Regions from separate parts of the Sus scrofa genome. Here region 2 is linked to region 1. A link is a contact called in public Hi-C data. All regions are on one chromosome and are shown on one strand. The core of a region is the stretch at or near the end of the contact, and the rest is flanking DNA. Distances in the headings are between cores, read along the strand shown.

Region 1 (3,728 bases), core at 624-3,123:
CCGGCAAAATGTCTAGGTCCGGAGTTCCCATTGTGGCTCATCCGAAACGAATTTGACTAGTATCCTTGAGGACGCAGGTTCCATCCCTGGCCTCACTCAGTGGGTTAAGGATCTGGTGTTGCTGTGAGCTGTGGTGTAGGCTGGCAGCTACCGCTCCAGTTGGAACCCTAGCCTGGGAAGCTCCGTATGCCGCGGGTGGGGCCCTAAAAAGACAAAAAAAAAAAAGAGAGAGATGTCGAGGTCCATCTCCCGTAGAAGCTGACAGCTCCGGAGCCCATTTTCATTCCTGGAAACTCATACTTCCTTAGGACCCCGGAGCAGGGTTGTGGGGGAGTCGGAGCAGAGGACTGGGATAAGATAGACCCAGAACAAGGAGTGGAAACAGGGTGAGGGCAGACTCAGGAAGCAGTGGGGGTCAAAATAACCTTTGGGGACCAGGAGCCGCCGCCTGGTCCCAAGGCCATGTAGTTGCCTGTATAGGAAAGGGAGCCTCTGGGGGGCGCCCGAGACCTTGGTGTCTGTCTGGGACTGCGAGCGACCGCGCGGGCGGCTCTTCAATGAATGACTCAGCCACTACCTCTGGCGGGGGCGTGGGGGCGGAGGGCAGCGCGGGGGTGCGGCGAGCGCCGTCCCCACCGCCCAGCGGTCCTGCACGGTTGCTAAGCTCTCCAAGGCCTCGGAGAGACGCGATCTGGGCGAACCTCATCGGTTACTATGGTAACTCTGCGCCCCATCTTCTCGTGCGCCGCGGCTGAGGGAGGCACAGCCAATCAAAAGCTGCAGGCTTTCTCGGAACCCACTCCCACCCTCCACGTGTGGGCGGGGGTCAGGAGGTGCGGGGAGGAGGCGGAGCGTGGGTTGAGGAGATCCACTCAGCCACGCAGGCGTTGGCTTCAGGCCTGGCGTGATGGCGGGGCGGCGCGGTACACTTCCGGAGTAGCTGTGCCACTGCCCGCTCACCAGTGCAGGGGTCCCCTCCCTCCTAGAAGGGGCGTCACCTGCAGGAAATGGGCCTTCACTTGGGGGTGCAGGACCCTGCGGGGGATCCTGGGCTCCAGGCCCTGCTGTAAGACCGTTGCGCGTACCTCAAAAATGGCTCGCACAGGGTATCTGGGAGCTTAGGTCTCTTCTGCGGGACCACCCAAGAGGCTCTGTCCAGCCGTTCCCCTGTCACACATCCTGGGGTCCCTCCAGAGATATGCAAGTTCAGCGTGCACTGTTTGGGTACCACTTCTGCCCAGGTCACAGAGGGCTCTACATGGCAGCCCCCTGAGTATGCCAGAAAGCCGGGACTTCGTAAGGGGGCAGGTGTGTATGCAAACATGAGCGCCTTCGAGTGTCAATGCCTAGAGAGGATCTGGGTGCAGATGGGTTTATTCTGTGCATACCATACCCACAGGGTTGAGTGAGGGAGGGTGTGTTGAGGGGGTGGGTGGGTACAAACGGACAGTCCCACCCAGGAATATCTAGGGGGTACCCTACTATCTTGTCTATCTTTTTCTTCCTTAGGATTTTCGGAACCTCTCTTACACCATCTACTTTCACCAGAGTCTCCTCCTTGTGGGCAAGACTTCTCTGAATTGGGGCAATTTGAGAATTTAGAAATATGTACATGGGATCATTCAGCTCAAAATCCCGAGGCTTGTGGGGCTCGCAGGTCCGAGGCTTGGGTCTCCAGATGGGCACATCTGGGAGGCTGAACCTGCGAACAGCCCCCCCCGCCCCCGCCTCCGCCAGCCCTGCATCTGCGATCCTCCAGCCCAGGTGCGCAGGAGGGAGGTCGCGGCTGTGCCGCGCCAAGTCTCGCCGCGAGGTGGCGCCATAGCTGCAGCGGCGCCTGCCGGCCCGGGCCGCTCCAGATAAGAGTGTGCGGAAAGAGCAGCGGGGCTGAGACGCGACCAGGACGCGGGGAGGACGGACCAGCAGGACAGACCGACCGGGGGCCCGGAGGGCGGAGGGCAGCGCAGCGCAGCCACGTCCCCCCTGGATCCGCCGGCAGCCGGGCCCGGGGCTTCCGACATGCCCCCCAGGTGGGTCCTCGGGCTGGGGACCGGGAGGGACAGGGGACCCGGACACGCCCGGTCCTCGCGCGCTGGCCGCCTCGGGCGCATCCTCCGGCGCGGGCGCCCCAACGCGGCTGGCGTTCAGGGCTCCGGGTGTCGCTCCTAGAGAACTCAGGACCGCCGGGACGCTACTCTGCGCCGGGTTCATGGCGGGGTCAGCGGCCCGGGCCCGGCTCTGCCCGCACATGGGTTGCAGAGGCGAGGGGAAGGGAAGGGGAGCTGGCGGGCGGGGCTGGCAGGGGCGCTGCCCTGGCACAGCGCGGCGCCTGGCAGCGGGGCGGGTGGGGCGCCGGCAAGGAGCTGCCACCGCCGCCGGGAGGGAAGCCCGGCTGGGCTGCGGCCTCAGGTAACGGGCCGCGAGGCCCTGCGGGCCAGGCGGGGAGAAGGGTCGGGCGGGCAGCGGACGGCCGGGGAGTTCTGGGCTCGGTTCAGGCCCGGCAGCGCCTGGCTCTGCCGAAATTGGGGGCCGAGAGGAAAAGCTGCGACCGAGGCACGGGGCCTGGCGCGCTCCTCCCGGCCAGCCCGAAGTTGGGAAACTTTTCCCCAAGTTTGGGGCGGCGGAGTTCCCGTGGAGAAGGGGCCGAGGGGAGCTGCGGAGGGAGGCGCCGGGCCGGCGAATGCAGAGAGGAGGCCGAGGCCAGGGCCGGGACGCGGGTGGGGCGCAGCCAGGGTCAGGGCCGCAGCCGGCTGTGCGCCGTGCCCGCCCGGGGCGCTGCCCCCTCCCTCCCCTGGGAGCTGCGTGGCTCCCCCCTCCCCCCACCTGCTTCCTGCCTCAGCCTCCTGCCCCGATATAACGCCCTCCCCGCGCCGGGCCGGCCTTCGTGCTCTGCCCGCCACGGCAGCCGCTGCCTCCGCTCCCCGCGCGCCGGCCGCCGCCCGGGGCCCAACGGAGAGGGCCTGACAGCCCCCGGCCAGGGCGGCGCCACGACGGGCACCGCGCTCCCCTCCTACGGACCACTTCCCCAACTGGGGCAACTTCTCCCGAGGCGGGAGGCGCTTTTTTACGCGGCTCCCTTATATCCCACTTGGGCAAACTTCTCGGCCTTGAATGACTTTTCCTGAAGCGGACATTTTCCTCAAATCGGGTAACTGTTTCCCAAAGGGTGACTTCGCACCAACAGCTTTCTCCTCAGAAGCCCCCAGAACCCAGGCCGTGCGCCTGGCGGCATCCGGGCCCGGGGGCGCAGGCCAGCCTGGCCTCTTCTCCACCAGCCAGTCTCGACTCCTTCTCCTGGTCCGGGCCGGCCGGCCCAGGCTCCCACTCCCAGAGGCCGCGGATCCTCCGCCAGCGCCCAGGCCGCGGTGCTCGATGCCCCTGCCCAGCTGAGGGGAAGGGGAAGTGGAGGGGAGAAGCGCCGGGCTGGGTGCAGGCGGCGAGGGCTGGCTGCGGCTCTGACCCGGCCGGTGTGTGTCCCTGCAGGAGATTGTGCTGGGCAGACGATGCTGGACACGATGGAGGCTCCCGGCCACTCGAGGCAGCTGCTGCTGCAGCTCAACAACCAGCGCACCAAGGGCTTCTTGTGCGACGTGATCATCGTGGTGCAGAACGCCCTCTTCCGCGCGCACAAGAATGTGCTGGCGGCCAGCAGCGCCTACCTCAAGTCCCTGGTGGTGCATGACAACCTGCTCAACCTGGATCATGACATGGTGAGCCCGGCCGTGTTC
Region 2 (3,728 bases), core at 452-2,951, 100 kb after region 1:
CATCTATGCGAAGTTGAAATTGATTAGGGGAGTTTTTAATCCTAACCAGAAAGGAAAAAGAATTTAGAGAATCAGTTGCCTAATGCAGGTCCTGTCACCTTTCCAGACAGTGTGCCTGAGACACTTACTCAAACAGTCAAGACAACCAGTGCCTGGGGCGGCTCCCAGAACTCCCCAACTCCTGTCCAGCCAAGTATATGCCACACAGACAGCAACACAGTGCCAATCTCCCTGCCTTCCTCATGGTCAGAGGGGCTGGTCACATCCCACAGACTCATATGGCTATTACCCCCCGCCCCCCGACCCTAGTCCCCTACAATGTTTAGAACTCTCCTCCTAGGAGTTCCCCTTGTGGCTCAGCAGTAATGAACCTGACTAGTATCCACGGAGACGTGGGTTCGATCCCTGGCTTCGCTCAGTGGGTTAAGGATCTGGCATTGCTGTGAGCTGTGGTGTAGGTCACAGACCATGGCTCAGATCTGGCGTTGCTATGGCTGTGGTGTAGGCCGGCAGCTGCAGCTCCAATTCGACCCCTAGCCTGGGAACTTCCATATGCTGCAGGTGTGGCCCTAAAGGGGGGGGGGGATCTCCTCCTATATACAAGTAGGAAAACAAACACACACCCGACAAACACCTCATATCTGGCCTGCCAAGATCCTCCCAGGAGGGTGAAGCTTCCCGGGCATTTCAGCAGATGAACCAGTACCAGGGCCACCTTGGTCATCCTCATCCCACTCCCGCTTCTGTCACGCACTTCTGGAAGGTCAGATATAGGGACTGTCCCAGTTTTAGCACTGAAAGCCCCATGTCACAAGAAACCTCTCAGTCCTGGGCAAACTGGGATGGCTGGTCATCCCTAACTGCATTATCACCAGGTCCTGGTTGAACCTGAGCAGAAATCTTGAAAATGCAAGGTCTGGATCTCCCCACTTCAAACTCCAGGCAGAATCATTTGTTACCACCATTTGTCCAAAAAAAACAAAAAAACAAAAAACAACTGTGGTTCAGATCCCTGCTTTGGTGGGTGCTAATAAGGATCCTTAGAGCTTTCTTTTTTGTCTGCAGAGGACATAGCTCAAGTAGCCAAACTGTGGTCAGATCCAGGGCCTGCCAAGTCTATAGGCCCCAGGCTGTACAAGACTTGGCTTTCTTTTCCAGAAGACTACCTAACCAGCGAGTCTGAAACAAGCAATGCTCTATGGATGCTAAGTTGCACTCTAAAAGGAGGGAACTGCATAAAATAACAAAGAAAAACTTTACAATTAGGCGCAAGAGATGGAGCGGCAAGAAGCAAAGTGAGCTGTAAGAGCGAGCTACATCCTGGAATCTTCCCAGAGGAGTTACTGCGCATGAGCCAAATCTGCCAGGGAGGGGCCTCGGACCTGAGCAATTCGTTTCTCCTGGAGACCGGGAGCCTTTGGGAGACAGCAGAAAAGAGGACATTCAAGGGACATGGCACAGAAGGTGATGCCGGGGGAGAACGTGGAGTAGAGGTGTGGGGACTCCCCGACTGGCTCCAGGTGGAAGGAGCCTGCACTGGTTTATTTACTGTAATAACTGCACTAGGAAAAGGCAATGAAATGAAACATCTTGTTTTCAAGAGTGTCCTGGGAACTGGGCGGAACACAGCTCCATTAATCACACAACGGCACATAATCAACACACGTGTACTGCACAAGGAGCTCGCCTCGCAGGCTTTGCCCAGGAAAAGGAACATGTTTGGGAAGAATCACCGGAGGGACGAGAGCTTTCTAAAGCCTCTCTCTGCACAGACACCGACAACCAGACTCATTCACAAAGCTCCATCTTTTGGCTCGGCTGAGTTTGGCTGTCAGAAATGTTTAAATATGGAAAAAAATAAACAGTTGCAACACGTTTCAGTGCAGAGATCTGCCTGAGCCCCTTTGTGATGTAATGGGAAACGCGGCATTCAGGCTACCAGCTGTAGAATAAACAGAACTTCGAGGGTTAAAAGGAACTGAACTTTCCACGACCCCATCTGCAGAGAAGAAAATAATAAGAGGAATGATGCACTGCCCCACAGCTCTGATAGTTTATCCTCCGGTCCCGGCTGCAGAGACAAGCACCGGATGTGATAGGGCTGCTCAGGGCCGCCTCCGAGGTTAGCGCTGCCCATGGGAGACGCACAGGGAGGCTCTTCCAGCTCCCCGCTTCCTCCCCCAGTGCCCTGCTGGCCACTTGAGCCCACTGCCTGAGTCTGATCCCACAGTGCTGGTGAGCTCTGGCCAAGAGGCACTGCTCGGCTGCAGAGCAGCAATTTGGAAAATAAACAGGAAAGACGACAGTGAGAAGGAAGAAGGTGAAAAGTCTCCCAGCTGAATTCTTGGCTTGGGGGCCTTGGTTGGTGCCGTGCAGGTCAAGGCTGCTTCAGGACATAGCCGGGGGTGGGGAGGGTGGGCAGCAGCATCTTCAGCAAGGGAGAGGCGGCAGAAAATTACCCACGGCTGCCACAGTGGGAGGCCCCACATCCCTCTCTCATCCTCCCACCCCTACCATCTTGGATCCAAGACGAAGAAATATGTGGTACCATGTGGTTCTCATTACCATGCTCCCCTGTCCCCTAAGGCTCAGATAAACCAAAACTGACTCCTCCCAGAGACTGCTGGCCACCACTAGGGACCCCTGCCCACATCTGCCTCTTGCCCATTACCACCCACCTTGTGCCAAAACCTTAAGACTCACTGCAAAAATGAAGTGGATGAGAGCTCCTGCCCTAGTTTTGATTTGTAAGACACCAGCTTGATGCCAAAAGACATAGGAAGTGTCCCCAAGTTCCCAACTCAGAAAGGTGAAGTGGCCCAAAGGCCCAGCTAGACTGAGCAGAACTGAAGGAATACACCTTCCCGCAGTGTATTCCTGCAGGAAGTGCCCCGATGAAAGCTCATTTCTGCTCTGATCCCTTCAGACTGGTTTTGTCCTGAGTGGCTACTCTCTTCTGGTGTCTCAGTGGGACTTCACACCTCACCATCAGCTATCTCCTCCCTCGCTAAGCACCATACGGACACAAACACAACTGACTAGGCACCCAGAGGCCATACGGTGACTCCTCAAGGGAGTGGGAAAAGGGGAGTATCAGGAAACTAACACCAAAAGGAAGAAGTACTCTGAAGAACGAGGTGAGATGTCTGAGCTCAAAAGTTAAGATATCTGCAAAAGGATGAGGTAATTCCTGGAACCTGAGCGACATCACCTCAGCTTACCCCAGTCAGGCCCCTGGGCTGAGAGGTCAGTTCCGTGGGTGAACACAGGGTTTCCTGTCTGAGTAGAAGGGGAAAAGTTAGCTTTTTCCTGCTCCAGTTCCTTATCCCAGCGAGGACTGCCTTCCAACCTTCACCCCACTGCAAGCCCTCCGACTCTAAAGATTCAAGTTGGTCTGGGCCAAGGAGCCCAAAGTCAAATTCTGGGGGCTACGAGGAACTTTAACTGTAGCTCCCACTCTTTTAGAAATGCTTGGGAAAAGACTCCCCAAAAGCGTTTTCAGACACTCTCAAGCCCTCTTTGGTTCTAAATGAACCCTCTAGAATGCTATGGGCTCGGGCAAGTCCCTCTGGCTTGTTCTGGTCCCAACACATATTTGGGGGAAGCTCCCAGAGCCCAAAAAAACCTACTAAAAGTTAGGGTGCATTCTTCACCAAGCAGACACAAGGCAGCCAGAGCATATGAAACTGCATCCAATGAGTCTGTTTGTGGCTCTCAGAATTGTGGCA

What was found. Hi-C and Micro-C count contacts between places; a contact is called where the count stands out from the background.
Region 2: a Hi-C map of retroperitoneal adipose tissue shows a contact between it and region 1, with 2.0 times the contacts expected there. The contact joins the enhancer-like site here to the promoter of HIC1 in region 1. A contact is called at or near these places in 11 of 47 Hi-C or Micro-C datasets (embryonic fibroblasts, fetal heart ventricle, heart right ventricle and 6 more) and 1 of 2 datasets of contacts at active chromatin or transcription factors (skeletal muscle).

What each region holds. Positions count from the first base shown.
Region 1 is chr12:48,165,988-48,169,715 of Sscrofa11.1, forward strand. It overlaps HIC1 (hypermethylated in cancer 1 protein), which reads left to right and starts at 1,874. Exons shown (of 2, transcript XM_005669112.3): 1 at 1,874-2,030; 2 at 3,484-3,728. The coding sequence starts at 3,504.
Region 2 is chr12:48,270,555-48,274,282 of Sscrofa11.1, forward strand. The region is part of intron 12 of SMG6 (telomerase-binding protein EST1A); the gene reads right to left. Among named protein-coding and RNA genes, the nearest start is that of HIC1, 100 kb to the left of the region's middle. Within about 2 kb of position 1,702, at least 34 of the 83 cell types and tissues checked have an H3K27ac peak or open chromatin away from gene starts, as enhancers often do. A contact at or near this core is called in liver, omental adipose tissue, retroperitoneal adipose tissue and 1 more, where this site is marked.